2 separate regions of the Danio rerio genome follow, and region 2 is linked to region 1. A link is a contact called in public Hi-C data. All regions are on one chromosome and are shown on one strand. The core of a region is the stretch at or near the end of the contact, and the rest is flanking DNA. Distances in the headings are between cores, read along the strand shown. Region 1 holds the start of nop58 (NOP58 ribonucleoprotein homolog (yeast)). Region 2 overlaps cdk15 (cyclin-dependent kinase 15).

Evidence for each region. A called contact is a pair of places that touch in the nucleus more often than the background predicts.
Region 2: a Hi-C map of embryo shows a contact between it and region 1, with 2.0 times the contacts expected there. The contact joins the enhancer-like site here to the promoter of nop58 in region 1. A contact is called at or near these places in 9 of 18 Hi-C or Micro-C datasets (caudal fin, embryo, fibroblasts and 2 more) and 1 of 4 datasets of contacts at active chromatin or transcription factors (caudal fin).

What each region holds. Positions count from the first base shown.
Region 1 is chr6:10,599,622-10,606,007 of GRCz12tu, reverse strand. nop58 (NOP58 ribonucleoprotein homolog (yeast)) reads left to right here and starts at 2,761. Exons shown (of 15, transcript NM_001009889.2): 1 at 2,761-2,951; 2 at 3,799-3,875; 3 at 5,606-5,658; 4 at 5,896-6,020. The coding sequence starts at 2,907. sumo1 (small ubiquitin like modifier 1) reads right to left here and starts at 1,393. Exons shown (of 5, transcript NM_213159.1): 1 at 1,280-1,393; 2 at 442-513; 3 at 222-299. The coding sequence starts at 1,291. It overlaps LOC137496041 (small nucleolar RNA SNORD11B), which reads left to right and starts at 6,088; the gene lies at 6,088-6,170. LOC137496040 (small nucleolar RNA SNORD70) reads left to right here and starts at 5,729; the gene lies at 5,729-5,819.
Region 2 is chr6:10,669,566-10,675,951 of GRCz12tu, reverse strand. cdk15 (cyclin-dependent kinase 15) reads left to right here. Exons shown (of 14, transcript NM_001040308.1): 12 at 3,300-3,348; 13 at 3,518-3,660; 14 at 3,902-4,623. The coding sequence ends at 4,014. Among named protein-coding and RNA genes, the nearest start is that of cdk15, 42 kb to the left of the region's middle. Within about 2 kb of position 3,456, at least 19 of the 62 cell types and tissues checked have an H3K27ac peak or open chromatin away from gene starts, as enhancers often do.

The DNA.
Region 1 (6,386 bases), core at 1,512-4,011:
TTGTTTCGGCAATGACGCATTAATTTGATCACAGTTAAGATTTTTACAGTGTTAGTGTATTTCTATTTGTAACAATACTCACAATAATACAGATTTTATGCATTTTTGATTGAATAAAAGTAGCATTAGTGCGTTTTTTAAAAATCCTACCCACCCCCCAAAACCTCTGAATGGTAGTGTAGATTTATCGTTATCCCTCATAAATGGAAAAACTGACTCACCTGTCTCTGACTGTAGGATTCCTTCAGCTTCTTTAAATGTGTCGTCATCTTCACTTTAAAGTGAATTTCACTGTTGTCCTGCGAAATGAAAGGAAATCATCAAATCTGTTCAGATCTTTTCATATATCTCATTATAAAAGAACAGCTGGATTGGTTTTAAACAGTAATGGGTTTAAATATGAAAACCTGCATTTCCTAGAAAACAAGTGCTTTTGCTCACCTGACCGATCACTTTGAGTTTAATGTACTCTCCATCCTTCTTCTCGCCTCCATCACTTGAGGGCTTGGTCTCCTATTAAAACAAAACAAGCATTCGATTACTGCATGTCATATTGTTTTTTTATCAGATTTAATGTAATGAATTAAAAAAATATCTTGGGACTGAATTCAATAAAATATTGACTGAAGATCGTATAAAATAAGGTAGATCCGATTTTAATAAATTATAATTATATATATATATATATATATATATATATATATATATATATATATATATATATATATATATTATATATAAAATAATATTGTGAGTGTTGTTATCATTTAAACACTAGGCTGTGTGTGTGTGTGTGTGTGCTTTGAATGTAAACACACAACCTAACGTTACTCTTCTATCGCGAGCTGTTAATACGAGCACAAACCGAACACAAACTAACGTGAACAAATAACGAATAATCCTAATGAACATATCAAAAAATCAACAATTAATAACTAATTCAAATGTTCAGCATGGTCTATCAGCTCAAGATATTATGAACTCTGCTTTCAGGGCCCAGAGCAGCTAACTAGCACACATGCTAATTGGACGATTTGAGGAAGAAATTCACATATTTTTGGCATTTGTGAACACAGTAAATTGGACTAATGTGTAAATTGCGAGAACCAGAAACTATGCACAGTTAAAAACACTCAAGCATTTTTATCAAAAATACTTTCCAAACCACAGTCAGCTAGACAGGCTAAAAGCTGGGCCCTCTTATTTTCATTTTCTATAAGTCCGTCTTTCTCGTCTGCTCTCATGAAAGTTCGATTCAGCATCACAGGTTTAGACTCACCGTGTCTGACATGATATTCCGCAATGTGCAGCCCTTCTGTAGATCAAGATTGTTTGATTTAAACGATACAGTGTTATGTACAGTAATGAGAGGTTTTGATAGTGCTACCAGCAGACCCACAACACAGCGCCGTTGACGTCATTGGAAAGGGGCTGGACTTTCTATGACACTGGGTCGATGACCCAACGAGCGTTGTTTTTCTCACCACGCTCTTTCTGATTGGCTCCAATCGCCATCTGCGATGTTGCTATTGGTAAAACATAGGGAGGCCCGTATTTTGCAAAAAAAAAAAAAAAAAAAACACATCAGTATTTTGGTCACGAAATATTAGAGTGCAAAAATAATGTGACAACTACACTACACCTCTGGAGGACGAAACCTGCAAAAGCAACAAATAAATAAATACGCAAATAAATAAATTAATTAACACATGTACAAATTCCTTCATAAATAAAACAGTAAATAAATACGCAAATAAATAAATAAATAAATGACTAAATATATACACAAGTTCCTACATAAATAAAATAATTAATAAATAACTACACGAATAAATGAATAAATACTCAAATCCCTGTGTAAATAAAACAATAAATAAATAAATACACAAAAAATAAATAAATACAAATTCTTGCATAAATAAAACAATAAATAAATAAATACACAAATAAATTAATAAATAAATAGACAAATTCCTGCATAAATAAAACAATAAATAAACATGCTAAATAAATAAACAAATGTACAAAATAAATACACAAATTAAAAAGATAAAAAATAAAAAGCAATGAATAAATAAAGTAAATAAATAAAGCAATAAATAAATAAAACAATAAATTAATATGCAAATAAAAAATCAATTAGTTAATAAATTCGCAAATTCCTGCATAAATAAAACAATAAATCGTTTATTTTATGTATTTATAACTTTTAATGCCATAGATTTTAAAAAAGACATTAAGACTAATTCAGTGGATCAAAGGTAATATAAAAAATCTGTATAATGTTACTGAACATTTTATTTCAAATACAGTTTCTTCTGAGAATTTTAGAAAGCTGAATGTATTGTGTATTTAACAGAAATATCAAGCAGAATTATTATTAATCATAGAGCACCAAGTAAAATTGACCATAACAAATTCTGAACTCTCATTGGAATATTAAACATATTTACATACAACAATACAGATATTTAAAATTGAAATAATATTTCATATTATAATTGTTTATTCATCTTTTTGTCTAAAACATTTAAATATCTTTTTTTTTTACAAAACTTTTGTTTAGTATATTATTATTATCATCATCATCATCATCATCATCATCATCATCATCATCATCATCATCATCATCATCATCCTCATTATTTGGAATATGACATTATCCAAAATATTGTCTCTACACACTTTGAATATAAAACTCGAAAACTGAAAATCAACACGAGGTGATGGTGCATGAAAATGAGGCTGAGACTACTGCACATGCGCACATTTCACTGGCAGTATTGCGCATGCTCGTCCTGTCCCATGTGCGCCTCGTGGAGAGAGCGACTTCTTGTAGCGGAAGGCTCTCGGTCTCGGGAGCTCGACCTTAAACTTTATTCAGAGCAAGAAAAGCTGTTTCAAAAATGTTAGTGTTATTTGAAACTGCCGCCGGCTATGCCATTTTTAAGGTAAGCTCATTTTTTTGTGTTAATTAAATGTATTTGTAGCCGTTTTCTTGCAGTTGTGTAGCTTTTACGGTTACACTTAGCTAGCCGGCGAAGTTAGCAGTGCTGTCCGAGACTTTCAAAAAGACAAAACGTACAATCTAAGGATTTTTATTAATGCAAATGCTGTTAGTACATATGTAATTTTGTAGCTCACTCGTTTTTCCCCAGTGCGGTGTGTCAATGAGGGTAAAGCGGGTCTCATGTGGCCTGCTCTGCAGCACAGCCACGTTGTGTCTTCAGCGCTTTTTCTACACTCACTGTTAGTCGAGTTTGGACTGTTTTTAAAGTAGTCAAGATGATAAAATATAATTTAGTAGTTGCAAAACAGATGCAACAAATGTATTTACATATTTAATTAAATCTTATGAAGATATTTACTGTTTAAATGCACCTCGCCACTATAGCTCATGTTTCCACATGGTCGCTCAGCGTATAACGTTAGAGGTAACGTTAAAGTTGGTTTTATATTTTCACTTTCGCACATTCTCCTTAAATTAAGTTCAGAAAAGTATCATTTACAAATTCTGATTGGTAAAATTATATTAGTAGTCAATGGCTTATCAACGTATAACATTGTTCACAGTCGATTAATTGGTGCTTATGTTGCTTTAAGGCATACTTCAATGCGATTTCAGACCCAACACTCAAAGTACCATGATAAACAATATAGGGAATATTAAATGAATGACTGCGAATATAAAACCAACTTTACCTCAATGCTTAGTGTCGACCGCTTGAAGGCTTTAAGTAAGTCTAGTATTTAGATGGTGTCTGTGCACTTTAATCAACAGCTTTTTCTGTTGTCCAGGTCCTGGATGAACAGAAGCTCCAGCAGGTGGACAGCCTGTGGAAGGAGTTTGAGACGCCGGAAAAAGCCAACAAAGTGTGAGTTTTACAGTAGAAATGTGTAATATTATATTTAATGTTGCCTTGTCTCAGAAATGTCCTTGATTTGATGATGTTTAAGTCGAATTTTTGATAATATAGTTTATAAATAAGGAACCAAACATGCTTTAAGACCTTTGACACATATAATATTAAATTATTATTTTTTTATATATATTACTTTATCGATATAGTCATGTTTTATTTTCAGGTAATTTTGGACAATGTATGGCGTTTCATTTGGTGTCAACAATGCTTTAATCTCTATGAAGATTGTATAAGTGTCAACTTCTGTGAATTATTTTTACATGCTCCCCATTGACAAGTTGTACATTGTACACTAGGGGTGCAACAAATCAATATAATCACGGTTTCTGTATGGTATGGTTTGTGCTATGCTTAGAAAAAAATGACTACAGAACAATTCAAAGAACAATAAACATATTTATTGATGAACAAACACCTGACAATGCAATAGCTTTACACACATGACCTTAGATTTGCATGTTCTTGCATTAAATAAAAGTAGGGCATTTTGAAAATTGTATGTTCAAATAAACTGCTAAGAAAATAGAGAAAGCTTTAATTTTTCTATTTTACATCTCCACTCAACAGTCTCAACCAATTATGCTAATAATTGTCAACACATATTCGTAATTGGGCACTTTTAAAGTATTGATTACTTCTGTTTACATGATGCTTGCATTTCTAAGACAACAACACATTTTTATTTATGATTTCTTAATGAATTTATTATGATTCCAGAGGGCTCCTTTACACTTACTAGCACCATCGTAGTGAATGAAACTAAAGCAGAGAGAGTGTTGGGCTCTTCTCTCCTAATTCAGGGGGAACAGTCAGTCGAGAAGAAAACTTAGCAGACAGCGGGTAAAAAGAGTGAATAGCGGGGTTGATTGGTGCGGAAGAACACTCAGAAAGAGCGGGACTGAAGTAACTGTCCGAGCCCTTATGGGACGCTTCTGGGTCCTGACACGGACCTTGATCCACCTGTTGGTGACAACTGATCTAGGCTATCGCTGCAACAACAGCAAAAAAATGGCATTTATGTTTTTGTGTCTGTTGACACTGACAGCAATGCTCTGTGATTTGGCCTTACCTGCATCTTTGTGCTGTATCTTCACTTGCCATGCTGAAACCCACAGAAACTCCACACACACCGAAACGAGATGTGAATGTTAGGTCTTCGACGAGAATATCAACGTTAGAGTAAGCGTGAAAGATAATCAAAAGCATACAAAGGGGGGGAAACTGCCTTGTTGCAGTTGTTTCTACTAACAAACTAATATTAAAAAATGCATCTTCTGAGCCGTGAATCACAGGGCGCACCAAAACGTGGGAGAACAATAGGACAATACTTTTTTTTCAATAGGGAATCGTTGCATCCCTAATGTACAACTATTAGTGAACATTGCAGCATGTAAAATGTTACTTTTTTATATCTCTTTAGAAGTTGATGCAAGTAAACTTAATTTTAGGCTTGACTTTTCTAAGTAATGTATATTAAAAGTAATTCATATAACATCAATATAGGGAGTTTTCAGATTAGCCATTGTTACAAATTCACAAGTTCATTTCAGTCATAATTTTCATTTAGGTTGTGTAAATTCTTTAACATTTCAGGCAAATATGTAGTTTCAAATGTTTGCCGTCATTCTGCAATCACAAACAGTTTGTTAATCTCACTATTTGTATGTTTGTTTGATTTTCAGGGTAAAACTGAAGCATTTTGAGAAGTTCCAGGACACGACAGAAGCTCTCGCAGGTAACATTTCCATAATGATAAGCCTTATTGTAGAGCAGACTCTTAAAGTTTTTTTTTATTTGTATTTTTTTTATCTGTGCGTCTATGATGTTTCTGTTCACCCAATTCAACCATGAGGTCACCAAACAGTTATTCGTCACTACCACTGAGACCACAATTATCTTACTCTTAATGTATATAGTGCAAGACAAAACAGATATAAGAGTATTCACTTTCAAAATCCTTGTGCATCTTCAGCGGCCACAGCCATGGTGGAGGGCAAACTGGGGAAAAGTCTGAAGAAAGTTCTGAAGAAGGTTGTGGCCAAAGAGGCTCACGAGCAGCTGGCCATCACTGACGCTAAACTGGGAGGAGTCATTAAGGTAAGCTGCAGGATTTCAGGTTTTAATGTGCTGAAATGATACTGCAGATATTTGGACTGTGAGAAACAACAAGCTGTGATGATGATGACCATGCGTCATTTTGCTGAAAAATCATGAGGCTTTTTTGTCACTACCTCATCTGAGCTTGTTTATTTCTCAAGGAGTCATTTATTAAAGTTAATTTTTTTTATCCTATTACTTTAGATCCTTTTAGTTTGTTTTACACCACCTAATATCACCATATTCAGGCTGTTAATTACTTTTTCAACTGCCTGTTAACATTTATGTGAGTAAATATATTCAGTTTGAATGCACCGTAAATATGCTGGCTTCCACAATTAGTTTGTGTTGGGACAAAATGAAATG
Region 2 (6,386 bases), core at 2,207-4,706, 69 kb before region 1:
TCATTGATCGCGATATGGTGAATAAATCACATTTTCTAGTACAGGAGCCAATCATTGATCGCGATATGGCGAATAAATCACACCTTCTAGTACAGGAGCCAATCATTGATCGCGATATGGTGAATAAATCACACCTACTAGTACAGGAGCCAATCATTGATCGCGATATGGCGAATAAGTCACACCTTCTAGTACAGGAGCCAATCATTGATCGCGATATGGTGAATAAGTCACACCTTCTAGTACAGGAGCCAATCATTGATCGCGATATGGTGAATAAATCACACCTTCTAGTACAGGAGCCAATCATTGATCGCGATATGGTGAATAAATCACACCTACTAGTACAGGAGCCAATCATTGATCGCGATATGGCGAATAAGTCACACCTTCTAGTACAGGAGCCAATCATTGATCGCGATATGGTGAATAAATCACACCTACTAGTACAGGAGCCAATCATTGATCGCGATATGGCGAATAAGTCACACCTTCTAGTACAGGAGCCAATCATTGATCGCGATATGGCGAATAAGTCACACCTTCTAGTACAGGAGCCAATCATTGATCGCGATATGGTGAATAAATCACACCTACTAGTACAGGAGCCAATCATTGATCGCGATATGGCGAATAAGTCACACCTTCTAGTACAGGAGCCAATCATTGATCGCGATATGGCGAATAAGTCACACCTTCTAGTACAGGAGCCAATCATTGATCGCGATATGGTGAATAAATCACACCTTCTAGTACAGGAGTCAATTATCGATCGCTATAAACTGACGATACTTCAGGGGAGGGGCTCGGAGAAGTGAGTTTATGCAGATTTTGTGTGATTTGGATGTTTAGAAGTGAAACTAAATAGACAATTTTTGTTCACTTTTATTGGTGATTACTGGTATGAAATTTAATGGTAAGCTTGGCAAGCAGTTTTGGAGAATTTGATGTTTCCCCATTCAGACAGAATGCCTGAGCATACTGCCCAAGAGGTGTTTCAAAGATGGCCGCTGAGTGAAATTATTTGCCTTAAAGGGTCTTTGGTGCAAGGCAGGCGGCGTGGGTCATGCCGATCACTTGATGCAGAAGTTTAAACCAGCCTTCAGCCGAAGGAAAATGAATGATTGAATTTGAATATCTATTCACATTCCACTGTAAGGTATTTTCGTGATTCTAAAATACATTATAAAATAAATTTGAGTTCAAAATATTTTATTCAGCCTCACAGTTATAGTATTTCGCATATATATTATCCAGAGTTTTGATTTATTTATTTATTTTCTACCGTATGAATGTGGGTTTACTGAAGCCGGCAGACTCTGGATGTATGTGTATATACAGTGTGCTGTAGAGAAGCTGGCTGAACTGGCTGTGGTCTCTCAGGTATATGCAGGTGTGCTGAAGCCTAAGTGTGGTCTCAGGTTTCAGCCAGGAATGACCGGGTGGCCTGAGACCACAGACACTGACAGAAGGACACTCAGAAAAGCAGCTCTTTATAGCAAGAACCATTTTTACTTTTATAAGGCCCTTAAGTGGTTTGCACGTTTCTTTGGATGTTAAATAGACATTAATAGTTCAGTAGTTCACCCTAAAAATGGTTTACCTAATTTTTCCAAGCCCATGATAATTTTTTTTTCTGTGGGAGATAAAAGCAGTGTTATTTTTATGCTATTATGTATAATTTATTTTAAAAAGTTACTTTTTAAAGTTTCATTAGCATTACATACAGTTAAAAGTCCAAATTAAAGGCTGGGGATCGTTACAAACAAATTTCTGTTGCTCTGAAAGTTCCAATGAGCTCAGTGTTGTCCATCATCCAAAAGTGGAAGATGTTTGGAACCACCAGGACTCTTCCTAGTGCTGGCCGGCCATTTAAGCTGAGTGATCGCGAAAAAAGGGCCTTAGTCAGGGAGGTGATCAATAACCTAATGGTCACTCTGTCTGAACTCCAGGGTTCTTCTCTGGAGAAAGGAGAACCTTACAGAAGGACAACCATCTGTGCAACCATCCACCAATCAGGCCTGTATGGTAGAGTGGCCAGACAGAAGCCACTCCCTGCCTGGAATTTGCCAAAAGGCATCTGAAGGACTCTCAGACCATAAGAAATAAAATTCTCTGGTCTGATGAGACTAAAATTAACTTCTTTGGAGTAAAGGTGTTATGTTTGGAGAAAACCAGGCACCACTCATCACCAGGCTAATACCATCCCTACAGTGAAGAATGGTGGTGGCAGCATCATGCTGTGGGGATGTTTTTTAGCAGCAGGAACTGGAAGACTAGTCAGGATAGAGGAAAAGATGAATGCAGCAATGTACAGACACATCCTGAATCAAAACCTGCTTCAGAGTGCTCTTGACCTCAGACTGGGGCGACTGTTCATCTTTCAGCAGGACAATGACCCAAAGCACACCACCAAAATATTAATGGAGTGGCTTCACAACAACTCAGTAAATGTCCTTGTGTGGCTCAGCCAGAGCCCAGACCTAAATTCTATTGAACATCTCTGGAGAGATCTGAAAATGGCTGTCCACTGTCGCTTCCCATCCAACCTGATAGAGCTTGAGAGGTACTGCAAAGAGGATTGGCCAACAATTCTCAAAAACAGGTGTACCAAACTTGAGGCATCATATTCAAAAAGACGTGAGGCTGTAATTACTGCCAAAGGTGCATCAACATAGTATTGAGCAATGGCTGTTTTTTCAGGTTTTTTATTTTTTTTAAATTAGCAACAATTTCAAGAAATCTTTTTTCACATTGTCATTATGGGGTACTGTGTGCAGAATTTTAAGAAAATAAATTAATTTTATCCATAAAGCTGTAACATAAGAAAATGGGGAAAAAAGTAAAGTGCTATAAATACTTTCCGGATGCACAGTAATACATCCATAAATGCATATAATGTTCATATATTTTGTAAAAAAAAAACAAAAAACTGAATATTAAAAGATTTCAAGGACTTGAGTTGCTGATGACCATTAAATGCATCATAACAGTCTTGTGAAAAGGGTCTATAGAGGGGAAATTTTGACCAACCATTCTGGAAGTGAACTACTCCTTTAATAATGATAACTGTTGGAGCTTGCTGTAGCCCCAGTCACCACTCCCTTTCACTGCATGAAAAAGAGCAGCCTGAACATTCTGCCAAACATCTCTTTTTGGAAGTCATGCAGGTTTGGAACAACGCAAAGAAGTGTAAGCAATGAAGATTGTCTTAACGTGCTGAGAGAAGACACTTGATCAGAGCTGGATGTTTTGGTGGTCTGTTAAGCTTTAAAAAAGGTGTCTTTGTGTTCCTCTAGAGTGGTTCCTGCCCTGCAAGCCCCAGCAATTCCGAGATGTCTGGAAAAGGTAAGACCAGTTCATGCGTGCATGCTCGTGCTCGTATGTGTGTGTGTCTTGGCTCCAAGGGGGAACAGAAGGGTTTTTGTATAGAAGTCTTCAGCCACCCCCACACTAATGGATGTCTGACCCATAGCTCTCTCGCTCTGTTTCTCTGTGTGTGTGTACACTGGCTCAGGCTCTCTCAGTTACCTTATAAGACGGAGGATCTGGCCCAGCAGATGCTGATGATGAATCCAAAGGACAGGATTTCAGCCCAGGATGCATTGCTGCACCCATATTTCAACACTCTTCCACCTCCGTTAATGCATCTAAGGGACAGTAAGTGCCGGAGAATTTCACTATATGAGCGGAATGCACGCCATTCCAGCTTCAAAGGTTAATCCGGTCCCGTTACAGACCAGATCAAAGCCAAATCCCTCCTAGTTACTGTCAAAAGCTGGCAACCTTTTTCAACACCGACTCGAGATGAAAAGAGATTATGCAATCTTAGAAACGTCGGTTTCCTGCTGTCTCTTTGTATGTGCTGTCGTTTCTCTGACCCGCTCTCTTTCTCCGCCAGCTGTGTCCATCTTTAAGGTGCCGGGCGTGAGGTTGGAGTCGGAAGCGAGGGATATCTTCAGCCCCAGCAGACGAACGAAGACGCCTCTCGCTCCACTGGCCAAATGCTGGTGAAAGACTCTCTTCTGTTAATAGTTGGTGTGCTTGTGACAACTAAAAACACACCAGCATGAGTAAACGGGACAATAGCTATGCTTCCATCCATCTATTTTAAAGGTCATAAAACCCTGGACTCAATTTTCAGGCATTTTAACAGATTTGTCATCAAGGTTAGCATCTGTTAGCTTCAATTATAGATAATAGTTGGTTACTTTCTTTTAATATTACTAGCCACTTGCCCTTTTTACTAGCCACGATTTTGTTGTAGGGAGATATATTTTACATGCATAACATTTGACTTTGGCTAAAATGACTTGATTTAGATTTTATGTTATGTCCACATGCCTCCTCCCACATGCTTTGTTTGTGTTGTGTATGAGCTTGCTTAATGAGCATAAGCAATTGGGTTAAGCTTTTATAGTGTCGCATTGCAAATAGTTTTATTTCACATGACTATTCAGGGCTCAACACTAAAGATTCATTTTCTCAAATTTTATCACAATTTTTTCTGACCACACCAAAAATAAATAATTTTTTCTTAGCCACAATTTTTTAATAATGTGTCAAAAACAAGCAAAATATAGCTGTATAGATGCACTTTTTATTCAACAAATTTAAAAAAAAGAAAAAAAAGAAACTATTGATAATTAAAATATCATTATTACCATGTATCTAAAATAACGACTAGGTCTCTTAGATCACCAGTTAACTACACATAAATGGGGAGTTAATCTCCTATTAAAGCAATGTTATTGTAAAAAAAAATTAATTAAACCATATTAAACATAACTAAGCAAAAGAAAGCAGGTGAAAAATATAGGCCTACCGTATGTGATAACGAACAAATGATCACGTGCATATGGTTAGGCCAGTAACAATCTGTTCAAAGAATGGTTAAAGCAAAAGTGGCAACTACTGTTGGTTGCAAAAAAACATTTTTAAAAACATCAGGGGCCTCATGTACGAAGACTTGCGTTGAATTCATACTAAAACGTACACGCACATTCACAGCTTTATGTGTACGCAGTAAAAAATTCAGATGTATGAAACACTGCATACACGGAATCTCACGCATATTCTCTTTGTACATCCAACTTACCGTGAAACTGACCACACGTGCAGGAGCGCAAAACCTCTCCCTGCCTCCTCCCCCTAATAATAACCTCCTCCACACCATCATTGTTTGTTGCTTTAGCTCTGTCAAAAATTACAGTTGGATGGGCGTGGTTAAGTATGTTAGCCACGCCCAATCCCTCCGACAGACCTAATCTGAGAATTTAACTGAAAACAAAGGGCAAATGATTTTTTTCTTAATGACATTAGATGAATCATTCACCACAAAACTAAAGCTAACAAAATCAACATGGTTAGTTTGGATTTTATGTGTACTTTAAAGCGTATTTAATAATATCGCTCAAAAATATGGAAGATGACAAGATGCTCATAAATATTTGAATTAAACTAATGCTCACAACTGATTAAAATAAACCCTTCATCCAATAAAAAAATGGGTTTAAAATGCTGTGGGAACGCATTTACTGAATTAAATTTCAGGATGCGCATCAAAGTGTGATTCGGTTTGAAGATTTAGTTTCATCATGTGTTGACAAAAATGGGTGTGATGGGACAGCGTTTAATGAACAAACCAGCAGGCTGACAACATTGCACAATGTCTGAAATGTTGTTTTGGTCATTCTAGAATTGTCTAAAAAGCGTCTGTGTTTCAAAAGCCACCACACATTCATAGCAGTTTGTCTTTATTATCTGAGGCGAAAGTAATTTAGTATATGTAACGATGGGGTGGAGTGACAGACACAACAGGAGGTAAGATCCAATATGCAGGTTTATACCGCGTCAGGCAAGCAGTGGTCATACAGGTGCAAACGGGTATGTTAAGGCAGTCCAGAATCGTAGTCGGTATAAACAGGCAACAGGTCAAAAGGCAGGTGGCTAAACAGGAGAACAAAGGTAAACAAGGCTAGGGTCTAACACGGAGAAACAAGACAGGGAGAACTGCTCTGTAATGCAACTGAAACAGCTAACAAGACTCTGCAACCAGGGTGAGTGAATGAGTGGTTTATGTATGGGGTGTTATCAGTCTCTGACAGGGTTCAGCTGGTGAGTGCAATCAAGTTAGACGAATGAGCAGGCGTGCGTGTCTGGGAGAAGTGCATGTATGAATGTGTAGTCCTGGGGAATGCGGAAGTGTAGTCCTGAGAGTTCGTGTGAGAACCAGCGATCTCAGGAGAGCGATCGCTGGTTGTGTGACAGTATTTAAGAAAAAAAGCCCACAGTGGCTTCATCTCCTGCAGCAAATTCCATTTTTATTTTTGATATTTGGTCATTTTGTTGAAACTGTGCTTTATTCGCAAATATTTTATTAAATG